Regions from separate parts of the Sus scrofa genome. Here region 1 is linked to region 2. Evidence: chromatin contacts called from public Hi-C data. All regions are on one chromosome and are shown on one strand. The core of a region is the stretch at or near the end of the contact, and the rest is flanking DNA. Distances in the headings are between cores, read along the strand shown.

Region 1 (2,980 bases), core at 138-2,637, 230 kb before region 2:
TCCATATGCCACAGGTGCAGCCGTAAAAATAAAATAAACGTATGATTTAAAAACAAGTCAATATCTTCTTCAGGCTTACAGGACTAGGGATGGCCTAGCTGGTGTCTGGGCCACAGCAGCCCCCTACAGGGCCTAAGTCCCTGATTGTCATGGGGTGAGGGGGTCCAGGGCTTGGGGCTGATTTGTTCTCAGCAGTCAGGGGGGTGGTAAAGCACATAGATTTTATGAGGCTCATTGCCCCAGAGGAGGGGGGCCATTCCAATAGGCAGAGGTGGCCTTCTCACTTTCACTGCCTGCCTTCCCCTAATCCTATTCCTATTGATCTGTGGCTTCTGCCTTCCCTTCTTCACAATCTGGGTGAAAGAATGCAGGAGACCTTTAAAATGACAAGAAGGCATGGAAAGAGGCAAGCATAGGCTTTCCCCCTATAGAAAATAGGAGGTAGTAAGGATGTCAGTTAGAGAGCAAAAGAACTTGGCAGCAGAAACTAAAGACTGAGGGACAGTCCCTTCCCAGACCATCAGGGGATGGGCTGCAGGGCTCTTGCTTGGGGGCAGGGAACTGAGAATCTGACTCAGGACCCCGGTGGGTCTTCGGGTCCAGCTCAGAGCGAAGCCGAGAAGGGAAGCTGGAGGGTCTCTGCTCAGAATGTCATCCATTGCAGAGGGGGTCTGTGGACTGTCTAGAGGCCTGAGCCACACTGGGGGTCCGAAGGGCTGGATCACCTGCTTCTCTAGTACAGCCCCCATTTCCCTGCCTGCATGGGATCCTGGGCTGAGACTGCCTCGGAGGGGCGTCCTAGGTTGAGGGGCATGGAGCCCCTGAAGGTCCCCCCCCCGCCCCGCCCCATTCCCTCCCCGGTGGGTATAACCATCACTGTCCTTGTCTCAACCCCCGTGAGTCTCTGGATGGAAGGCTCCCTAAGTCTTTTCTCTTTCCCATTCTTCCAACGTCCCTTCTCTTCATCTTCGTCTCTGATTTCCTCTGCCATTCTCTACCCTGTCTCTGTCTTGTCTGCCTCTCTCATGCTTTCTGTGTCTCTCTGTTCATTTCTGACTGGCTGTGTTTCTCTCCGCCTCCCTTTCCCTTCCTTCCTCCCTCTCTTGGTGCTAGTTCTGGGTTCTGTGCCCTTGTCCTCTTTCCTTGGCCGCTCGGATAACCGTCCACCTAGGCCAGACCCCTGGAGGCCGGCCCAAACTGTCACCCCGAGACCACCTCTCTTCCGTTGGCCGTGTTGCGCCTTCCAGCTCCCCTGCCAGCGTGGGTCCCAGCTTCAGCCCTTTGTACCAGTCGGCTACCCCGGCGAGAGGCAGAGGGTGCGCCCCGTCGGGAACTCAGGGGGCGGGGCGAAGAGACGCCCCACCCCCTCTGCGCTCGGCCCCGCCCCTCCCGGGTCCCGGCCGGCGCCCCTAGCAGTGCCCTGGCCGCAGAGACGCCGCTGCCGCCCGATGAATGGAGTCGCCTTCTGCCTGGTCGGGATCCCGCCCCGCCCGGAGCCCCGGCCCCCTCAGGTGAGGGCACTGAGCCAGGGGAGGGGGCGGATCCAGGCGCTGCCGGGGAGCTGACAGCAGGGCTGGGGTCGCGGCGCCCCCGTTCGGAGGGCACAGCCTGGGGTGCTCAACGCGGACACCGCGGGCACGGCTGCCGGCAACATCTTCTGGTGGCCGGGGAGAGGGCCGGAGCCGGAGCTGCCCTGGGCAGGGGGCGCGGGAAGGAGGAAGGTAGGCAGGGGGCCGAGATGGCGCACGGGACTGCCAGGGCTGGGGGCACCGACCGGAGCGGCGGTGCCAGGCCCCGGGTGGCCAGGCAGCGGGGGCGGGAGGCCCGCGCCTTTTGTCCGGGTTTTTCAGGCGGGGCGCCTGCCGCCGTTTCCTCTGCCCGAGTTTTCGTTTTCCGTTGGCGAGGCCCCGGCACAGCTGGAGGGAGAGGGAGTGGGGGAGGGGGTTCCCGGAGCGGGATGTCCTTGGCCACTGTGGCCGGACACCCCCTCCCTGCGTCACCCTCTCCCCAGGCCTGGCCCGACCCTCACAACGAGCTGCCCGGAGCGGGCCCGCCGCCCCCTAGGTCCTGGGGAAGAGAAGCAGGCCTGGGACCCCCGGGTCCTGCCGGCGCGGCTGCCCTCTCCTCTGCCCCCTCGGACTGGCTGTGGGTGGGTCTGGGCGCGGGGTGCCAGGGGTATTACTCAGCGCTGGGCTGCTTTGCTTGGGTTCTTTCATCTGCCAGCTGCTGAGGCTGGGAGGGGCCAGCAAGGGCCCCCGGGCCCCACTGGGGCCAGCCCTCTACCTCCGAGCCTGCTGGAGCACCCCAACAGTGATTTCCCCTTTCCAAGTGGAAGGGTTGAACACCGACAGCCCAGTGGTTTTCTGAGCTTAGGAGAGAAGGTCCCTGGGGTCCAGGTTGGGATCAAGCCTGGACTGAGGCCTCTTCCTCTTTTGACAGGGCGGGGGGATTTAGGGACATCCCTCCACAACCCTCCCCTCGGAGTTGGAGGTGGGGTCTGGGGCTTTGCAAACTCAGACTGGTGTGTTTCTCAGGAGCTGGAAGTATGCAGCGTTCTCCCTCCGACTCTCCCTCCACCTTTCAGCCAAAGTCTTTCCTAATTACAAACTTGAATTTCAGGATGGACAGGGGATGGAAGTGGAGGTCATTATCCTTGAATCCCTTGGGTCCCCCCACCACACACACACACACACACACACACACACACACACCAACACACACACACACCAACACATACTTCATCTCCTCGGATCTCCACCTCCAGCCCCACCCTGTGGCCCCACTGTGGGTGGAGGGCCTTTGATTCCTTGGGGTTCTCCTTCTCTGCCAGGACAACAGCCCCATTCCCCAAAGTGGCCGCTTTCCCTGAGATGTTCTCATTGGCATGCGATCTGAATCTCCATTACATAACCAGTCATTTTGCCTCCAAACACAGCCCGCAGGCCCCCAGCCTCTTCTTCCACTTGCTCACAAGGTGGTT
Region 2 (2,953 bases), core at 357-2,856:
ACCTCCCCACCCCCACCCCAGCCCCCCCACCCCCAGCCCCTGCTCGCCCACAGAAACAACCGGTTTGTCCATCACCAAGGTCTCTCTCCCTCTTTTCTTCCCCCCTCGGCTTTGAGCGGTAGCCTCCACGGCTCCCCCTGGGGTGAAGGCCCTGCCCCCAGAGATCGGAGGTGGAAGAGAGGAGGGGTTGGAATCTATGTCATTAAGCGTTTTTCCTCGGTTAAGCCTTCTCCTGACTCCAGCTCTTGGTCCTCTCCAAAGGATGAGAGGGAGGGGGTGTCACCTCGACCAGTTAGGTGCTTGAAGATCACTGTCATCTGAGGTCCCTCTGACCACAGCCCATAAAACCTAAAGGGGACAGGCGAAGGTGAGAAACGAGGCTCTAGCCTTGAGCGCGCAGTTTGGCTGTGGCCCCCACTTTTCCCCCTTGGCAGGCAGAAGAGGTCTCACGCTCAGAGTTGCTCCAAGTTGATGCCCCAGAATTTGAGGCCGGGGGGCTCAGGCACAGCGGGACCCCCGATCTGCCACCTCCACAATGGGTGGGCAGGCGGGGGTTTAGAGTCTCCCTGGAGGCGAAGCGAGGATGCGGGCCCTAAGTCTCCGTCCTCCCCCACCACCAAGGCCGGGGGACAGGGGAAGCAATCGAGGAGGCTGAAGGTGCTCGTGGTGGGGAGCGTCGGCGCAGGGCGACGGGGCTGCGCGCTGCGCTGGGGGGGCGCCGGCCGCCGGCGTTTCTTGGCGGCTCCCCGGGCGGGCCCTTTGGCTGGCGGCCGCTCGGGCCCCCGGCGCAAACTCGGAGTGTCGAGGGCGAAGCCCTTCGCGTAACACCAAAGTTTCGACCGGCGGATCAGACGATCGAAATGTTCCTGGCGGAGATCGCCGGGCGCGGCCGCAGCTCCGCTGGCCGTCGAGGGGCTGGCGGCCGGTGCCTCGGGGGCGGCCTTCGGGGGGTTTCCATCGACTGCGGCCGTTTGGCCCGGCAGGGGCGGCTCCGGCGCGGCCCGGGGCCCCGCCGGCTCAGAGGAGAGGCCCGCAGGTGGCGGCGGAGGCCGGGAACCGGGATCCTGATGCGGGCTGGCGGCGAAGCCAGGCTGGGAGTCGAGACCGGGGGCTGGCCTAGGCGGAGCTGAGGCGGAGCTGGTCGGAGATTCCCGAGGGCGCCGGGGCGCCGGGCAGCGGCCGGGAGGTAAACCGGAGCGAGCGCCGAAGTGCGGGAAACTGCCTCCGCCCTCTTCCTCCTCGCTGCGGCCCCGGCACACTGCGGCGTCGGCATCCTGGCGGGCCGGGGAATTGGGATCGCTGGACCGCCCGGCCTGTCCCGCGAGGTGCTTCAGGCCATCCGGGGCCCAGCCGCCGGTGCACAGGGGGGCGCGAGGGCCCAGCAGCACCGGGGCCCGCGGCGCCAGCTCCCCAGGCCCCAGGCCCAGAGAGGACGCCCGGGGTTTGGCAAGGGCGCAGAAGGCAAGGGCACGCAGGCACAGCGGAGAGAACTCCTGGGTCCCCCGACGCGGCTTCCGGGGTGTGGGGGAGCAGGGCGACCCTCGCGGGGACGCCGGCACTGCGAGGCGGGGAGCGGGGCACAGAGTCTCCATGGAACCGCCCGGGGGGTTGCCCACTGCGGGGGTCCTGGTCCCAGCGGCGGGATGCCCTGGCTGCCCGAAGAGCCCAAGGGCGAGGGGAACATCGCCCCCCCTCGACGGGGAGGTCTCTGCTCACGGGCGCCCCCGGCCCGTACCCCTGGGCCGCGGAGCTCTGGCTCCCTCTTCGATCTTGTCACGCGGCCCTCCCGGCGGCCGGACTCCTGGGTCCCTGCGAGTCCCGGCGCGGTGGGCCGCCCTTCCTGCCGCCGCGATCCCTGCGCAGCCCGGGCGGGAGCCCCCTCTCGAGTTGCCCGGAGCGCAGAGGTTGGGGAAACAAAGCGGCTGGCGGCCGCGGGAGGCGGGAAGGACCCCGGGCCCGGCACCCGGTGCCCGGGCCCAGGCGGCGGGGAGGGCGCCTTCCGCCCGCTCGGCTTCTTTCTTCCCCGCTGGCTCCCGGAGACCGCGTTATAGAGAACTGCCCCCTCGCTGCCCCAATACCAGCGCCGGGGCCGCGAGCCCGCCGCTGATTGGGCGGCACTGCCTGTGACGTTGGCCCGGACCCCACCCCTCCAGCGGCACCGCCCCCGTCCCCATTCCTCACACAGACACACACACGTGGACCCGGCGCGGCGGCGGCTGGGAGGGAGGAAAGGAGGCTGCGTGCGCGGGTGGGATCGCAGGGGGCGAAACGCGCCGCTGCACGTGGCGCGGTGGCGTCCTGGTGTTCAGTCACTGCAAAGCACTTCATTTTTTCCCTTAGCAGTCATGGTTTTCGCATCCGTAAAATGGGAATCTTCATATCTACTCGCAGGGGGCTAAGTGAATCCACATAGGTGAATCTCAAAAAGACAAAGTTGAAAGAAAAGAAGAAAAGAGGTTTGGAAGCTTTGCACAGCAGGGACTCCTGCGGGCAGAATGTTCTTAACCTCTCAGCTTCGGTGGCCTAGAACAGTGCCTGGCACACAGTGGGCTCAAGAAATGTTGAATGAAGAGTTAGGAATTCAGTAAGTGTGTGCAGGATGAAAAAAAAAAAAAAAAGGAATCAATTCGGAGAGAGGGAGAATTATAACGCCCACGGAAGACAGTAAATAGTCTTCCATTTCTAGTTTCTAAATGGCCCCTTGAGCAAATTCTGAGGGACTGACTCTGCAGCCCCCTGGCAGATCCCAAGACTCTGCCTTCTGAGGCCTGAAATTCCAAAATACGTTGAGGAGACCAGAAGGGACACACAGACTCTCTTCTTATCTCCCCCAGGAAGAGGAAAGCAAAGAGAACGGGAATTCCAGTACAAATTCCGATAACTGGAGGATCCCATCCCCTCAGCTTGTTCTGTCCCCTTATCCTTCTTTAGTTTCTGTAGAGCTTACTGGTGT

What was found. A called contact is a pair of places that touch in the nucleus more often than the background predicts.
Region 1: a contact with region 2 is called in a Hi-C map of retroperitoneal adipose tissue, with 1.6 times the contacts expected there. The contact joins the promoter of ARHGAP23 here to the promoter of EPOP in region 2. A contact is called at or near these places in 1 of 5 promoter capture datasets (liver) and 11 of 47 Hi-C or Micro-C datasets (alveolar macrophages, embryonic fibroblasts, fetal liver and 7 more).

Annotation. Positions count from the first base shown.
Region 1 is chr12:23,666,346-23,669,325 of Sscrofa11.1, reverse strand. It overlaps ARHGAP23 (rho GTPase-activating protein 23), which reads left to right and starts at 1,387. Exons shown (of 27, transcript XM_021067077.1): 1 at 1,387-1,511. The coding sequence starts at 1,449.
Region 2 is chr12:23,434,041-23,436,993 of Sscrofa11.1, reverse strand. It overlaps EPOP (elongin BC and Polycomb repressive complex 2-associated protein), which reads right to left and starts at 1,606. Exons shown (of 1, transcript XM_021067069.1): 1 at 1-1,606. The coding sequence starts at 1,592. The coding sequence ends at 453.